Regions from separate parts of the Zea mays genome. Here region 2 is linked to region 1. The links are chromatin contacts, called in public Hi-C maps. All regions are on one chromosome and are shown on one strand. The core of a region is the stretch at or near the end of the contact, and the rest is flanking DNA. Distances in the headings are between cores, read along the strand shown. Region 1 holds the start of LOC100381416 (Trihelix transcription factor GT-2). Region 2 holds the start of LOC103626103 (TATA-box-binding protein 1-like).

Region 1 (3,735 bases), core at 781-3,280:
CTCTGTTCTAAAAAAATTATTCCTACGTGAAATGTTAAAATGGCTAACACTTAACTTAGCCGGGGGTGTTATAATTGGAGTGCTTAACTTAGGGCCTGTTTGTTTACCCCCAGATTATATAATCTGGATTAAATAATCCTAAGAGGCAAACAAACAGTCCAGCTTATTTGTCCAGATTATATAATCTAACCCCTTGGATTATGATAATCCATAAGCAAGTGAGGAGGTGCTTATTTCAGATTATTTTTTTCCCACTTCCCCACTACCCTTTCAAGTTTCCTAGAAATTACCCACCATTGCCATTATAATCCACCGAATCGTTTTTGTGCTTAGTACTAGTTAATTTGGGGATGAAGAAGGTGACATGAATGCCTTCCGTGATAATATTGCTAATGCAATATTTGCCAATGTCAATTGAATTATTTTTTTTCATATATGAGTTTCAACCTAGTACAAATATAGAGGGCATTCTTGTCTTCCTCATACAAAAGAATCCTATTAACAACTCAAATAATCTGGGTAAACAAACAGGACTACTTAGATTATATAATCCAGATTATATAATCCAGATTATATAATCCTCCAAAAATAATCTAGATTATATAATCCATGGGGGATAAACAAACAGGCCCTTAATTAGTCGGCCAGATTTTTATGCCTAACAATCATTTAAAAGGCCACATGAACATTTATTAATTGGAAAGTGGGGGATTAACCTCAACATGCATGTCAATGCATGGCCATTTTTATACTGCCCTGCTCCACTTGGGCACGCATCTGAACCCCACCCTTTGCACATGACTCATGGGCCCAGTGAATGCCTTGGGCCCACAAGCCAGTGGCGTCTTCCCGCCGGTCGCTTTGGTTTGGTTGATTTGGGTGTGTGGGGATTGCGGGTCCGCGTTAATCGCCGCGCACGTTCTGCACCTCTTTCGCTCGCCTGTGGGGCCCACATTACAGCTGTTATAATGTGGCCTTGTCTGCCGCCTCATCCACTCAACTGCTTTTATTTCTGTCTCTCCGTATTTTGTTTTCTTTCTACTCTAACTAATTTTGTTTTGTATGTATTATTGTTAAGTTTTGTCTGTTATTTATCTCAAATATGGGTTTTCGTCTACAAATTAAACTTGGGTCCAGGTAATTTTTTTGTGCCCGTGGATTGCTCTATTTGCCACCAGAGAGCGGCTAGTTAGTATTTATATTATTAGAAACTATGTAAAAACTTTTATTTATTTATTTACCGCATGTTACGTATTGTTTCCATGCTGCATAAGGTAACACACATCCAAAATTTACTGTATTTTGAAGCCCAGGTAATTACCTTATGCATAACAAATGACTAGTACGATATTATGTAGCAAAATAACTAAGATAAACACAGGATCCAACATATTCCTTCATGGGGATTGAGTTTTGTAGAGGGTACTTGTACCCCCTCTCTCTTTCATTACAAGCCTCCTTCCATCTCTCTCACCCCTTTCTCACTCATCCCACAACAGTTTCCAGCACTCCCTCCCTTCCCTTTCTATCCTGCTTCACATGCTTCTCTCTCTACCATTTTTTGCCCACACTCCTCTCCCCTCTGTCATTTTGGTTTTACTAACAAGTTGTATTAGGCAGAGAGGTAAAGCCCCTCTGACAGCGCAGCATCTTGTTTGTTTTATCTCCCACATCATCCCACTCATCATCTTTCTGTACACCTCCATCTCTCTCCCCTGCCGCAGTACTCAACATTTCATCTTCTCTCTCCTTCACCCTACATCCCCCATCTTCTTCCTTTACCTTCATCACAGATATCATATTCTCTTCATCTTTCTCTCTCCCCCATCCTCCCTATTATTTATTGAAGGCTGCTTATTGATGGTATCTTATTTCTTTTCTCTCTCTTCTTCATCCTCATCTTCCTCCTGCTGAAAGAGTACATTTTTTTGCCAGCGTGCCTGTAGTACTACTAGTGCTTCATCCCCTTCTTCTCTGGCTACTTCCTCTTCTCCCTTTCTTTCCCTTTCCCCCCTCTCTAGCCTCCTTCCCTTCTCCACTCTTATCCCTCTCTGAGGTCCGTCTATCTCTCCTCTCTGCCTCCCATCTTTTTCACCTGCCCCTCATGTACTGATCGTTTCATGACCTCCATTTCCCAGTGGTAACACACCTGGCGACGTGCACGAGTGCGCGTGTGCGGGAGCAGTAGCTGTACTGTAAGCATGCAGCAGCAGCAGCACGGGGGAGGCGGCGGAGCAAGCGGTGGAGGCCCAGCGCAGCAGTTCTGCGCACAGCAGGTGGAGATGCCGCTGCCATTCTCGCCGGTCGGCGGCGCTGGGCAGCGGATCTCGCTGGCGGAGGCACCGTCGCCCATCAGCAGCCGGCCGCCGGCGCCGGCGCCGGCTCAGCAGTATGACGAGCTCGGCCCGTCCGGCGCCGGCGCAGTGGGCTTTGACGCCGAGGGCCTGGCCGCCGCCGCAGCTGGTGAGGATGGCGCCAGCGGCGGCTCGGCGGGCAACCGGTGGCCGCGGCAGGAGACGCTGGAGCTGCTCAAGATCCGGTCGGACATGGACACCGCCTTCCGGGACGCCACCCTCAAGGCCCCCCTCTGGGAGCAGGTCTCCAGGTACGTAACTAGCTACCTGAATTGCGGCATGAATCACTCGCCACGCCGTCGTCCCGGCGCGCCGCCGTAACGGAATTCTCGTCGGTGGAATGCCGCATGAAATCTCGACGGCCTTCGGGACCGGCCCCTGGCGCCGATTTGGCTAGCTTCTTAGCTAGCAGGCCCAGTTAATTAATTATTACTTACCCGGCTAAAGAACACTTCTTTTTACTTTTTCTTAACCATCCTTCACGAGAACAGTGACTTTTCCATTTTAAAATAGCTCGATATCGCTCTCTCCTTCGCTACTTTTCCGGGAAAAAAAATCAGCTCTAGTGTTTTACCAAGCTCTTCGTCTCTCCAATACAGTAGGTACGTAGCAGTAGAGTAGTAGACACGGACAGCAATATTCTTCAGATCCAATGGCATCAATCCCAAGCTTTATCTCTTTGGCCTCTGAATTTCTCGCAAAAAGATGGGAATTTTTATTCCCAGTTTCTTCCTCCCCTTCTGTTATGCATTCTTCTTGGGATGAGCGTTGTTTAGCTTACTAAAATGGTTGTATTTAATTGGTATTTAATTGTGTATATGAGTTTCTTTATCTTTTTCCATGGGTGCCCAAATCGAGTAAAATTCTACTACATGCATGCAACTTTAGTGTGAGGGCTACTACAGTTGTTGCTTGTACGGTTGAAATTTGTGGTGGTTGGTGGTGGCGATACGCCATTGATAAGGCAATTAAGGTTCTCGTTTTTGTTGCTAAATTGTTGATCGATGCGGTGGTTGGCAGGAAGCTGGCTGAGAAAGGGTACAACCGGAGCGCCAAGAAGTGCAAGGAGAAGTTCGAGAACGTGCACAAGTACTACAAGCGCACAAAGGAGAGCCGCGCCGGCCGGAACGACGGCAAGACGTACCGATTCTTCACGCAGCTGGAGGCCCTGCACGGCACCGGAGCGGCTCCCGCGTCGGTGGCGTCGCAGGTGGGCCCGGCAATCTCCGGCGGGGTGTCCGGGGCAGCCCGGCCGTCGTCGGCCGTGCGCGTGCCTGCCGAGCCGCTGCCTGCGGTGTCGGCCGGCGTGGGAATGCCGATGACGACGACGGTGGGCTACCCGAGCATCTCGACGTCCAACACGGAGGACGACTACACGGAC
Region 2 (3,735 bases), core at 664-3,163, 190 kb after region 1:
TGCACCTTCGCTCCTGTGAGGACAATCTTCCCGGAGACGAAGACGAGGATCACGACCTTAGGGTCCACCATACGGTAGACCAGCCCAGGGAAGATCTCTGGTTCATACTGTCAAACACCAAGAGAGCAACAGGCTAATGAGTCAATGGGGATCAACAACGACACAACAAACACGTTTACAACTAAAGAAAGAGCTGCTATAAACTTACAGTGGCAGACAAGCCACTGGCCAAAGCGAGGCCCTCCAGACGAATAGGAAACTTGAGGTCACATGACCCAACTATATTTTGGACCTTGAAATCCTGCATATGTCAGAAGAACCCATTGAGTCAATGTGAGAGACCAGCAGGAATCCGATCGATCAGAGTGACAAAAGCATTACCTTGAACCGAGCTGGGAAACCGAGCTTCTGGACGATACGCGCGAACTGCAATGGAGGATAGATACGTATTAGTCACACGTCAAAATTCAGCAAAAGCATCCAAAATTGGCATCCATGCATGGCGAAACAATATGACAAGCAGTTTCCATGCCTTACGCGCAGCGAGCCTTGAATCGGCTTCGCTCTTTGCTCCGGTGCAGACCATCTTCCCTGTAGCAAATATCAGTGCCGTTGTCTTGGGCTCCCTTATCCTCATGATAGCCGCACCAAAACGCTGTCAAGTAAGTATCAGGGTCACTGCCGGTGAGACTGCAGCTATCGAATGTAATATATAGTTCCATGCAACAAAAAAAAAGTCTAAGGTAAATGAAAAGGCAGCAGCGGCACTGATGATGATACATACCCTTGGGTTGTACTCTGCGTTACGAGCACTGTTGGCGACATGTTGCAGATCGACCTTGCAGTCCAAGTTGACTGTTGATACAATGTTCCTGACACATCAGACAAGAGGCAGGTTATGGCTCTGCATTGTTTCAATCTGGGCAGCAAACTAAAGAGGCAACACCTATCAACCCTTCTGAAAATCCAAGCAAGAAAAAAGCAACGGCAACTCTTCAGATCAAAAGGAAAAGAAAAATAACAGCAACTCTTTTACATCCAGATCAGCAATGATGGCATGCTAGTTCATTTGTATGCAAATTCAACACACTTTAATCTCCCCCATACCATGCTAAGGATCAAACAGGTCATGCGTAATTCCCCTACCCCACGGAGATATCGGCTGCTATTTCCTACTGGTTGACTAGACCGGATTTTTTTGCATTTTGACCTTTTTCGTAAAAAATTTACATCACGACGTAATCTAATTTTTAGAACATTTTTTCAACACCATAAACCATGACACCAAAGTAACACGGCTCGTTGTCGTGACTTAGCGTCGAGGTGGAACACCGAGTGCTGTGTTCGGCGCCATAAGTCGTGGCGTCGACCTTGACGCCAAGAATTAATTTGAACAATTCATATACAACATTATATTAATAAATTAATTGTATATAACATCGCCAAAAATCTTGAAACCGGAGTTGTGCTAAATTGGCGATATTATATATAATTAATTTATTAATGTAATGTTGGATGTGAGTCGTTTAAATTAATTCTTTGTGTCTTGTGGTGCCAAGCTAGGCGCCAACACACCACCCGATGCCTTATCTGTCACGGCGTCGGCGTCGGCGTCGAGCCGTGTGACCTCTAGGTCATAATCATAAACTGTGGCATCGAGAAAAGAGTTTAAAATGAGGTTATGTCATCCAAAATCCAAAGGGCAAACATATTTTTTGTGCATTGTAAACAATGAACACCAATCTGCGATCGGGGCTCGGGACTCACTGCAGGTTGGGGACGATGCCGGACGGGACCCCGGACTCATGCGCTCCGTTCATCGCCGACGACGCCGTGGATCGTCCTTCTCCTCCGACGCCGCTCCCGCTGCGCAGCACCAGCGAGGACACCCTAACGGCGGCAAGCAAACTGTTCTCGTTTTGAATGAGCGCGGGTTATATTTTGGCGAGAGGGTTTTGGGTCGAGTACGGACGGGCAAGGGGGCTTGGATTCCAACGACTTTGGTGCGAGGAAGAAAAGAAGAAGGCGGGGCGGGTGGGGCCCTGGATTTATGGACTCGACCTGGGTTGGGTTCGAGACCGGCTGGCTTTCGCTCGGTCGCTGAAAACTGGACAGCCCGCCGAAGTAGGTTTTGACTTTTGTTCAACTGTCATCTTTTTTTATTCTTTTTCATAATACATCTACGAAATTATTTTATTCTTTCCACGAGTGTACATGCGCAAAGCTAAACAAGTGCGCAGATGGAATTAAGCAAAGCAAGGATATGTATATCCTAGTCCACACGGTCCACAACCACAAACAATCCAACAAATCCAGTTCGTTAGGATATGATCAGCGTATAGATCGTGCAACGAAAGCAAAGCACGTACAGGAGCCGAGCGAAAGGAAGAGAAACCCATCATCACTGGTGACGCAGACGCGAGACTGGATACACACGGTCATCGCGTCCGAGTCCGACGGAGCAGAACCGGCGGCGAGCCGACCACCCGAGCAGCCAGCGATGAAGCAGGCAGTGAGGCAGCAGCAGCACCGGGGGGAGCTCGTCATCCGTGGTCCGTGGACGACGAACATGACTAAACGGGGAATTAAACGGTTGCGGACGACATTTCTTTCTCATTTCTATTTCTCGCGTGATAAATTCTCATAAGAGATCCCTATTCCCGTTTAAATTATAATTAAAATATATTTTATTATTAATATAAAATATTGTCATTTATACACATTGTCAGATGTAAAAAATTATTATGTGTAGATCAAAATAAACACATCCGTATAACGAGTGATCTCTTGACAAGATAATTATTTATTTTTATTATTAACTATTGTATAAAAACATCATCACGTATAATTTTAACGGGTCCCGCGGGAACGGGTTCCTCATCCCATCATCATCTAGGCTTTGTTTGCATACTCTAGTATTCATCCTCTAGTATTAACTCAATCCACATCAACACATGTGTATTAGAGATGAATACTAATGTACCCAAACAAGACATTGATTGTTAGGAGAGAGTTTTTACCGTTTACATCCCATGGAGAAAATACTACTCTATTTTCATCCTCGAATAGAAGAATTCTTGGCTGGAAATCGGAGATCAGGACACATTACCCTCTCTAAAGATGACGGACCTGCCAACTCGACCTCTACACGGCCACCCAACACACACACGGACCAGCAATCAGGCTCCTGGGCCACAGCACGGTGCACTCAACATGGTCCCGCCAGAGGCCCATTGCTTGAAAATCGCTGGGCCCCTCTCCAAGCAGAACGGACTCGAGCTCCGGAATTTGGCCCACGAACCCGAGAGCCCTACTCCTAGGCGACGCCTGTAGAAGGCATGCACGAAAATCAGCGCCACCATAGCTCGGCCAGCATTGGATGATTGGATCCTCCTCCACCCTTCCCAACTCGACACCGGGCTCCTTTCTACTCCCTCTGTGTCCCAGAAGAAATCGTTTGACTTTTTTATATCAAATTTGATATGCTTGTTTTATTAAAAATATTAAAATAAATTGTATGATAAACTAAACCAAAATAAAAAAATAATTATATTTTTTTAATAAGATGATCCGGTTAAACTTGGTATCAAAAAATCAAAACGACATCCTTTTATGGGATGGATGGAGTATGATTCACCCAGCCCAAGTGAGTTTGGCTAAAGACTAACAAATTAAGGTTGTCTGGAGCCAATAGTTCATTAAGCACACATAACTCGGGGAAAGACTTAATCGTCC

Evidence for each region. Hi-C and Micro-C count contacts between places; a contact is called where the count stands out from the background.
Region 2: a contact with region 1 is called in a Hi-C map of seedling, with 6 times the contacts expected there. The contact joins the promoter of LOC103626103 here to the promoter of LOC100381416 in region 1. A contact is called at or near these places in 3 of 25 Hi-C or Micro-C datasets (leaf and seedling).

The regions. Positions count from the first base shown.
Region 1 is chr5:23,050,840-23,054,574 of Zm-B73-REFERENCE-NAM-5.0, forward strand. LOC100381416 (Trihelix transcription factor GT-2) reads left to right here and starts at 2,031. Exons shown (of 4, transcript NM_001174257.1): 1 at 2,031-2,056; 2 at 2,139-2,605; 3 at 3,375-3,735. The coding sequence starts at 2,202.
Region 2 is chr5:23,241,636-23,245,370 of Zm-B73-REFERENCE-NAM-5.0, forward strand. It overlaps LOC103626103 (TATA-box-binding protein 1-like), which reads right to left and starts at 1,914. Exons shown (of 6, transcript XM_008646477.3): 1 at 1,768-1,914; 2 at 785-872; 3 at 533-655; 4 at 382-426; 5 at 209-301; 6 at 1-107. The coding sequence starts at 1,820.